2 separate regions of the Gossypium hirsutum genome follow, and region 1 is linked to region 2. The links are chromatin contacts, called in public Hi-C maps. All regions are on one chromosome and are shown on one strand. Each heading gives the region's core, a stretch centred on a gene start, on an enhancer-like site or on the middle of the called end of the contact. The rest is flanking DNA. Distances are from core to core; before and after follow the strand shown.

What was found. Hi-C and Micro-C count contacts between places; a contact is called where the count stands out from the background.
Region 1: a Hi-C map of leaf shows a contact between it and region 2, with 1.7 times the contacts expected there. The contact joins two enhancer-like sites. A contact is called at or near these places in 3 of 34 Hi-C or Micro-C datasets (callus, hypocotyl and leaf).

The regions. Positions count from the first base shown.
Region 1 is chrA11:78,438,792-78,444,264 of Gossypium_hirsutum_v2.1, forward strand. The region is part of intron 4 of LOC107890772 (nucleotide-sugar uncharacterized transporter 1); the gene reads right to left. Among protein-coding and RNA genes, the nearest start is that of LOC107890772, 7.6 kb to the right of the region's middle. Within about 2 kb of position 1,635, at least 7 of the 9 cell types and tissues checked have an H3K27ac peak or open chromatin away from gene starts, as enhancers often do. A contact at or near this core is called in leaf, where this site is marked.
Region 2 is chrA11:77,796,183-77,801,085 of Gossypium_hirsutum_v2.1, forward strand. No RefSeq gene overlaps it. Among protein-coding and RNA genes, the nearest start is that of LOC107890247, 7.0 kb to the left of the region's middle. Within about 2 kb of position 1,634, at least 8 of the 9 cell types and tissues checked have an H3K27ac peak or open chromatin away from gene starts, as enhancers often do. A contact at or near this core is called in leaf, where this site is marked.

The DNA.
Region 1 (5,473 bases), core at 385-2,884, 640 kb after region 2:
ATTACTGATTATTTGGCATGAGAATAAAATTGGAATATGTATTAGTGCGATAAAAACAACTCTTGGAAATAAAATGAAAAAGATTTCAAAATATATGGATTAAATTGTAAAATTTCTATTTTTGTCGAGAAGAGGATAAAAGTGTAACTTTTACCATACCAGGATTATTATTAAGAGTTTAATGTGAATTATGATATTTAGATTTGATAAGTATCTATTGTTGTGAAGAAATTATGCAAAGAGACAAAAAGGCAAAATGGTATTTTTATTCTAATTGTAGAGGTTTAAGACTCTTTTCTAACGAGTTTAAGGTTATGAACTCACTGAAGATTAAAATATACTCGAAGGAAAAATTTAGGGAAAAAGAAAGCTCTGCCTAGGTCTTAAAAATGTCTTCTCTCTGTGATAACTCCGGTTCTGTGAAATTCATTGCGGAGGAGTTGATGCCTAAAAAAATTCAATTTAGAGAGAAATATGTTGACACGAGTAGTGACATGATGGTTGATCTGTCTTCGGAACAACCTATTTCGTGAAGAGACAAACTCGCCGGACAATCTCCAAAGGACACTCTCAATAGATCGGAAGGAAAAAAAGAAATTGACATATTGGAAGGAGACATCCAGAAATTATTTGTGAATGGAGTGCCTGCTATAACTTTCTCGGATAGGATTCATTAAATCCTCATTCAAGGTATGAAGAACACCGTGATTTTAAAATTTCTTGGTCGTACTATTAGATTTTAGGTTTTCCAGAACAAAATATATAACTTGTGGAGACCCGTGGAGCCTTTGCATATGATGGATATTGAGAATGGATATTTGCTGGTCAAATTTCAAAATAAACTAGATTGTGAAAAAGCTCTTTTAGAAGGTCCCTGAACCATTTTTGGTCAATACTTGACTGTCCAACCTTGGACATTAGCTTTTGATCCTATACAGGGATTTCCAAGTGTTGTGATGGCTTGGATCAGATTTCTTAGCCTAGTTGGTTATTTGTACAATCATAAAATCATAAAATCATTACTGAGATAGGGAGAATGGTTGGAAAAGTAGCCAAGTTGGATATGAACACCGATAACAGGGCAAGGGGTCACTTTGCTACAATGGTTATTTAAGTTGACTTGGATAAACCTTTGGTTTCCTAAATCCTGATTAATGGTCGAAAACAAAATGTGGAGTACGAATCTTTACCTACAATTTGCTTCCTTTGTGAGAGATATGGGCATGTAGAGAATTTTTGTAATTATAGAAACCATGATCCCATTGGTGAAAAGAATATTGACCCACCGGAAGTGCCATCAGAAAGTCGAAATAGGGCCGCGGACGGGTCAGAGAAGACGAACGAAATTTACAGGCCATGGATGATTGTCGAAAGGAAATCAAGGTGGAAGTTTAGAGAGAATGCGCAAAACTCTTTAGGAAATCATGAGAGGGAAATTGAAGGTTCTCGTTTTAGGGTCCTTAACAATAAGGATTTGACCAAAGAGAATTATGAGGTGGATTTGCCAGATTCTCGGAGACCTAGAAGGAAAGAAGTTTTAATTGGAAATTTCCATAAGGATTCTGGCTTCCAGCACAACGGTCAGACAGACGGGAATAATAATAGCTTACAACTCTCTAAAGAACCGTCTAAACACCTGGGCCTTGGGGTTTCTCCGAATTTTCAAGCCTGAGGCATGATGGATCAGTTTGGCCCGAAGTCAGTAGCCCAGTTTAATCCTGAGGTTGCTGGTAGTTGCAGTCGGTCCCCTACGGCGGCCGGATCGCAAAGAAAATCTCATAATGAGGTAGATCTTTATCTTGAAGGCAGGGCTTCAACCTTTCGGGTAGAATCAACATTTGTTGTGCATAACCAAAACGAAATTCTGGTGGAAGTAGGAGGTCTCGATTCCGGCAAACACTCGACTGTGGTTTTTCCTGAAAACAAAAATCTCAATATTAACAGCAGTGATCCTTCTCTTAAAAGATCCTTGGGTCTGTCTACAGTGGCTTTCTCTGGCACGGGAAAGGGAATGAGAAACAGGGGAAGGAGAATTACTAAAAAAACAAAGCAGAATTTTCCATAGTAATAGTACCTGATTCAAAACCTCTGACTCACACCGAGTGATGTTGAAGGAGTCTCTGGAGCAACTGGCTGAGAGTCTTTCGGCTTTATCCAAAGGTGATCTTGATTTTGAAGTTGTTCCAAATTTTGATGAACAACAAGTGGGAGCTAGTCTTTTGGGTCCTTTGAACTTTTATGGTTATTTGGGTTTGATTTATTTTAAAGTTTCGTTGTTTTTAATCTTCTATTTGGTTTTATTTTTATCTATTTAATTATTTATTATGGGCTAAATTTAAATATTTTTACATGGAATTGTCAAAGCTGTGCTAGCAGAAATTTTATTTAAGCTTTTCGAGAATACAATGTGGAACACCGATCTGATATTATTTGTTTGGTTGAACCGAGAGTGAGTGTTATTAAGGTTAATTCTATTATTGAGAAATTGGGTTTTAATTGCTCACATCGAGTTAAAGTTGTTGGTTTTGCAAGTGGTATCTGGGTCAGATGGAAGGAGACGGTTCAAGTTCAAATCATTCGAAACCATCCTCAATTTATTTTTTTACGTATTGATAACTTTATCCTTAATAAGTTCCTCTTTATTTATTTTCTATATGGCAGCCTAGATAGATCAAAACGTAAGCGTCTTTGGAAGGGGTTAAAATCTGTAATCCCTGATCATTCTATCCCTTGGCTTATTATGGGGGACTTTAACGCCATTTTATCACCTGCGGATAAGAAAAGTCCATTTACCATAGGTAAGCGATGTGATTTATTTGGACATTTTGTTGATTCTTGTGAGTTGCAGAACTTGAGGTATAGTGATTCTTCCTACACTTGGCAACGAGGTGGCCACTTTTGTTAGACTCGATCGGGCCTTAGCAAATGACGCTTGGATGATAACTTTCTCGTAGTGCTTAGTTCATCATCTCACTTGGATTAAATCGGATCATCGGTCTCTCTTATTGTCTACTAGACCGGATTTTTGTATAAATAAAGGCAGACCCTTCAGATTCTTAGCAGGATGGACAAACCACAATGATTTCCCCAATCTTGTCAGAGATAAATGGAAATTTGCAGGTAATATGGTTGACTCATTAACCTATTTTGTTTATTCTGTCAAAGATTGGAACAGGAATGTGTATGGCTTTTTGGGTACTCGTAAGCGGAACCTCATGAGATCGCTCAATAGTATTCAAAGTGCCTTAGTCAACTCTATCTCTACATGTTTAGCTAAAAAAGAGATGGAAATTAAAGATGAGCTAGAAAACGTTCTAGACCATGAAGATTTACTCTAGAGACAAAAAGCTCGGTGTGATTGGCTTCAATTGGGTGATCGTAATACTAAATTCTTCCATAGTGTACAATAAGGAGAAGGAATTTTAACCAAATCACATCCTTACGTATAGATAATGGAGAATAGTACTCTAATCAAGATATCCTGCAATCTAAAGCGGTGGAATTCTTTGAAAGACTTTATGGTGAGGTACCTTCTGTCTTGAGAGACATTCCTAATTTTGGTTTTCCTTGTCTTAATCCCTCAAAGACTTTTTTTTTGGAAGCTGATATAAATGATGAGGAGATTAAAATAGCGTTATTCGACATGGCCCCACTAAAAGCCCCTGGGAGTGATAGTTTTCATACTTATTTCTTCCAAAGTTAGTGGGATATCCTTCGTAATGATATATGTCAATGGGTTAAGGATGTTTTTGCTAGTAGTTTGATCGATTAGGACTTGAATAATAGGTTGATTGTTCTCATTCCAAAAAAATAAAGTCCTAATGATTTCAGTCATTTTCGCCCTATTAGTTTGTTTTCTATTCTCTAGAAGTTGGTGATGAAAGTGATTGCACATCGGTTTAAGGTGATATTCCCTAAACTGATATATCAGGAACAAACTGGTTTTATAGCTAGACGAAACATTTCTGAGAATATCATTTTGGCTCAAAAAGTCATCCATTTTATGCAAGGTAATAGGAAAAGAAGGAATTGGATGACTATTAAGCTAAATTTGGAAAAAGCTTATGATAGAGTTAGTTGGGAATTTATTAATGCCTTATTGGCTGTAGCTGGAATCCCTGTCTTTCTACAGAACGTGATTATGTCGGCTATCTTTTCCGCTTCTATGCAAATCCTTTGGAATGGGGTGCCTACTCAGAAGTTCAAACCGATTAGGGGAATCCGCCATGGATGTCCCTTATTGCCTTATCTCTTTGTGCTCTGCATGGAATGGTTGGGTCATTTTATTCGGGCTGAAATGGATAACGGTAATTGGGATCCAATTCACTTATCTCGTAACGATCTTACAGTATCTCATCTGTTCTTTGTTGATGACTTGGTGATTTTTTGCAAAGCTCATCTTTATCAAGCACGGCTATTGGATAGCATTCTTACTCAATTTTATAAGATTTAAAGGTCACAAAGTTAGTGTGGGAAAAAGCAATATCTTCTTTTCCAAGTCTATTAGAGTTGATGTCTATAGTCAAATTAGCTAACTTTTCAGATTCCAAGAGGTTCAAAATCTAGGCAATTACTTAGGTGTCCCTCTTCTTTATGATAGGGTAACCAAAAGCACCCTGAGTTTTATTGTTGATAAGGTAAGACGAAAATTGCAGAACTGGGATGCAAGGAAGCTTTCTATTGCAGGAAGAATAACAGTGGCTCAACCAGTACTTCTCTCGATTCCTAATTATTTTATGCAATCTATGATGATTCCAAAAGGTGTTTGTGATGAGATTGAAAGATTGGTTAGACAGTTCATTTGGGGATGTACTGATGGTCACCCTAAAATGTCCCTAGTGGGTTGGATTCTATATGTTAACCACGGACTTGAGGTGGTCTTGGCTTTAGATATATGAGTGACCAAAATTTGTCCTTTTTTATGAAGATTGGTTTTAGCCTTGTTTCTAAAAGAAATGCACTTTGGGTTCATGTCCTTTGCTCAAAGTATGGCTGGAAAGAACAGTTTCCTACTTTTATTGGTAGGAATCAGTGTTCTCATTTATGGTGATCTCTTTCTAGGATTTGGTCACCCCTTCGTGAAAATTTAGTTTTGTCTATCGGAGATGGTGCCAGTGCCCAATGCTGGAAAGATTCTTGGATTCCAGGTATGGGCTTCTTGATATCTAAAATTCCTTCTTATGCTAACCTTGATTTGGATTGTTGTGTTAGGAAGATGGCAAACTTAGATGGAAGTTAGAACTTAGAGATGTTTCGTATTTGGCTACTTGATGATGTCATTGTAGGATTACTAGTATTCCCCTTCCTCATCCCTATTTCGGTTCGGATAGAGTGATTTGGGCTCGTTCAACGCCAGGAGACTTTCTAGTTCACAGTGCTTATTGGACTTTAAAATATGATTCTTGGAATCCTCAAGAGGAGTATTGGAAGACTACTTGGAAATATTTGGGTCCACAAAGAGTAGGAGTTTTTT
Region 2 (4,903 bases), core at 384-2,883:
AATTCCATATGTTTGGATTGAATAAAAATAAGGAAAATAGAAGATTAGGAAAGTGAGGGAAAGTAATACCCTTTCCTTTATTTGGATAACTTTTTTTTAAGTAAAAGGAGTGAATATCATTTACGTTTTCCTTGAGAAGAATATAATTGAAAAAAAATATTATAAATAATTACTTCTTTAACTTTCTATAGTTTAATAAAAAATAGATAATGAAAAGTCATTCTATGTTTTTTTTCCTTTATTAATTTAATTATCCAAACAAAATAACCATATAACTTCTCCTCTCCTTAACTTTCCATTATTTTCCTTTCCTTTACTTACTTTTTTTTTCTTTTACAAATATTTACTTTTCCTTTTCTTTTTTTTTTTCCATTCTTTTCTTTTTATCCATTGTTTTCCTTTCTTTTCTTTTTTTTGTCATTACAATTTATTACCCGAATGAACATACTGTTATATGATCTTAAAATCTTGTAAATTTGCTTTTGACCCTAGACCGTTGGAAGCTAGTTAAACTTTGAAAATAGAAATTGTTTCTAAGCGTCAAATCATTTCTTTTTTAATGTTAAAATCGATTCTCAAGCCCAATTTTTGTTCAAAGCCCAATTTCCAAGTTTGCTTCATTTTCTTTGACCCAAAATTAATCATTTGCAAGACACAAGGCTAAAATAATTTTCACGATCGTTTTTAATTCGGCCTAAAGGTCCATATTTCTTTTTTTTTTTTATCTTTATAGCTAGGGTGTTGTACCTAGCTAACTGTTGCGGCCGGTGGAAGAAAGAACCAAGATAGCAATTTTATTCATTTTGGCAACCGATAGCCCAAGTACTCAGCATAAGGGAATATTGGTAAAAGGAAACAAACAATTTTTGACATTTTACAAACAACAAAAATGGATTAAACAACCAAACGAACAGATTACAGATTGAGCAATACAAGATTAGCAAAAAATGAGATTAGCACTAACTAGTTTATAAATTACAAAAGACAAAAACCCTAGGTCCGCAGACAGAAAAAAAAGCAATAATAAAATAAAAAGGAAAGAATCCCAGAAAAATAGAGAGAAAGTGGTAAGCGAAGGAAGAGGCCCTTTCGAAGGTATTCACTCGAAGAAGAGAAATAAGGAAGAAAAAGAGTTTGACGATGTCGGCTTTTTCTTTTTAAAAGAAAGAAGAGTGCGGGGTTTAAATAGTGGCTTGTTTTATTTCTTTTTTATATTGAGTCCACCGTGAAGGAGCTCCAGCGCCGGAGACAGGACGGTTCTCCGGTAACGGAGCTACGCCAGAGACCGAACAAAAAGACCGAAAAAGAAATGAAAACAGAAACGAAATAAAAGAAACAAAAAAATTTCAAATAAAGTTTTTAGTATACCGGCCACCGTGCTCCACTACTGGAGGCCGGAGAACCCTTGGGTTCTCTGACGGGGGAGCTTGCCGAGAAGAAGACCAGACAATAGAGAAAAAGAGAGAGAAAGTCATTTGGTATTTGTTAAAAAAAGAAGGGGAAATATTAAAATTATTAGGTTCTCAACCCTTTTTACAACCATGAAAAAAGGGGAATTGCTGCATAAGTCCTCCGTGCCGCCATCATTTGCTAAGGGGGACCGCCGCAAGGGAATATCCCAAGTTCAGTCCCTCTGATTTGTGTTTACTCTGATTTCGAAAACCCAAGGCAAATAATTGCCTGTTCGGTGCTCTACTTCTTACATTCATTGTTTTTAAACCCTAACCCTTTATTTTCTTATTTCATTTATTTATTTTTTTATTGATTTAAAATTTTTGCATTAATTTTCATCTTCATCATTTTACTTCTGTTAATTATTATTACTGTCTATTTAAGTGTTGTTATTGGTATTACTACTATTATTATTGTTATTATTTGTCATATGTTGATTTTCTTTTATATATATATATATGATTCCGTTTATGATTGTGATTTTGTGATTTTGGGTCACTAGTAATTTTAGATTTTAGATTTTAAATGCTTTTATTTAGGTTCCATTTTGTTTAAGATTTCAATCCATTGGACGAGTTAATTTAAACTTTAGAATAATTTTAGGTTTTCTTTAGGATTATTATATTAAGTTATGTATAAGATCTTAATTTAGGATTTGAAGTTAGGTTATTAACTTAGATTGTAGATTATTTTATATATTTAGTTAAATTATAGGGTTTCATTTGGAAGTACAAAAAGATAATTTCTATTAGTAAAAGAACTCAAACATGTCCTTAGTTTAATCGGAAATGAACAAATTGATTGAAAAACTAATATGTCGTTTATCAAGGCCATTGAATATGCTTTGTTTTGGACATTGGAGCAGATGACTCCTAGAAGATAGACTGACAATACATTAGACTAGACTCAAGTAGAATAGATATTGACTAAGTTTATAGATTTATTCACTTGTGGCTTTCATAGTGCGACATACATTAATCCTGAGTGGATGATGGACTATGTATGCGTGATTCGTATACTTTAATGTAAGTAAAACTTAGAGTTCAAATAGATAAGGAACCAAAAATTGATGCGTTGGGTATACAACTTCTACTGTATGTAGCATAATTCATAGTAGTAGAATTCTGATCTGCCATGAATTATAGTTAAATAGTTAAATCAAAGCATTATAGCATATATTTAGGTTTTCATGCTTAAAGTAGTAATTTATGATTTTTAGTAGTTTTTATTAGGGGTGAGCATTCGATCGAATCGAATCGAATCGAAAATTTTCGAGTTAATCGAGTTTTTGAATCTTATTTTATCATCCTAACTTTATTTGAAATTTTCTCGAATCAAGTCGAGTGAGATGGGATTCGAATCGAATCGAATCGAATCGAATATATTTGTTCGAGTTAAGTTTTAAAAAAAAATGACTCTAGCGTTATTTATTTTTATGTAATTTTTCAAAAAATAATTTTCTTTAAAGTTTTTAAACATGATCATACAACGAAAAATTAAAGTAAATAAGTGAATAAATACAAGCAACACAATATCAACCTAAATAAACAACATTAGTCTAAAAAAACAAAAAAAAATACAACAAGATTATAATAAAAAAACATAAGTAAAAGTCAAAGTAAATAGCATGAGTTTAAGTAAATAACAACATTATAATAAAAAAAAACATAAGCAAAAGTCCAAAATACAATAGAAACCTACACCACTCCAAAAAAAAAAAGAACACAACAAAAGTTTAATGAAAATGGGGGTTTGAATAGAGAGTTTAATTTTAAGGTTTCATAAAAAAACAAAGTCTGGAGAGAATAAGAAAAATAATTGGAATTGGCTGGCATGGAGGTTTGAATTGATTTGGGGGAGGAATAGGCCAATTGGGTTTTGGGAAAACAATTTCTAAGCAAACGGGCTTTGTGACAGCCCAAAACTGACCCTAGTCGGGAAGTGGTTTTGGGACTGCTAAACCGAGTCACCGAAATGTTTGAATGTGATATTATTGTCTAAAATATGTGATTATGAATGTGTGGAAAATTTCAAGCTTCGATTTAGTCAATTGCATGTGAATTTAGTCCATAGGACTTATGTGAGAAAGTTTTAAAAATGTGATAGGGTAATTTATAAGGACCAATTTAAGCAAGGAGTGAAAATATTGGCTTTGCATGTCAAATACCCCTTTTTTTATACATAGTGGCCGGCCATGATGGAGCATATATTAGACTATGTGGTAAATTTCCATGAAGTGGACATTATTTTAAGTAAAAGAAAAGAAATGATAAAAGAAATATTAAGGATACTAAAAGAAAAAAAAAAGAAGGAGGGAGGTTATCACCTTGTTCATCTTGGCCGGTTGTAGAGAGGAAGAGAGGAGGATAGCATTCGGTCATTTGAAACCTAAGGAAGGTTAGTCTTTTGTTTGGTTTTTGATAATTTTCACATTTTTGATATCATTGCTTTGTGTTCTTTAAACCCCATGGTTCAATTTTGTGAATTGATGATGATTTTGTGTTTTGCCATTGATGAGTGCTTGAGCTTTTTGATAGTTGTTGATGAAAAATGAAAGATATGTTAAAGATTAATATGTTTTGTGTTGAAGTTTTTGGTGATTTTGAGTAGTTAGGGCTAAATTACAAAAATAAATTTTTGAAGGACTCAAAGGTGAAATAAATGAAATGTATGGACTTGTATGGGTACTAGGAAGATTCGGCCCTTAAGGAGTGTGACCAAATTTTGTGTATTTTGTGTTTTGTGGAATAAAGACTAAATTGTGAAAGTGCGAAATATTAGGGGTAAAAATGTAATTTACCCATTTATGCGTTATTAGACTAAATTGAATGAAAATATGTTAAAACGAGATTTATTTGAATATGTTAAGATCAAGAAACCAAGAAATTGGATTTAGATCGGGGAAAACCGAAAGTAGTTGAGTAGCCGATCAATTAGCCGACGACATCCGAAGAAAGTTATAAGCAATTAGATATTAAAATTTCGGAATAAATGTTAGTTATATATGCTGAAATGGAAATATGATAAATGTATATATAGCTGAATATGATATGTGTGAATTATATGTTAAATTAAGGCTTGGTAAGCTAGCTATTAAGGTGAAATGCTAATGTTAGTATTTGATTTGGTAATAATCTGTTTGGGGACAGCAGCAGTAAGGTGATTTTGGAAAATCGCCATAATTTGTAGGAGTTGAATTAGAAGCTGAGTGAATTATGTCATTAAAGCTTGAAGAGTCTATTTTCTTACAAAAGAAACTATAAAAACAAAAGAGTTACCGATCTTGAGATATTTGAAGTATTGTGGGGCTGAGTCAAAATGACTACTGGATTCCCTGTTTTGTTTTTAGAAAATCATTATAAATTGTACAAAAATGATTATAAGATAAAATTTATATGCTTAGACTCCTTAATGAGTCTAGTTTCAAATGAGATCAAATACAACACATTTT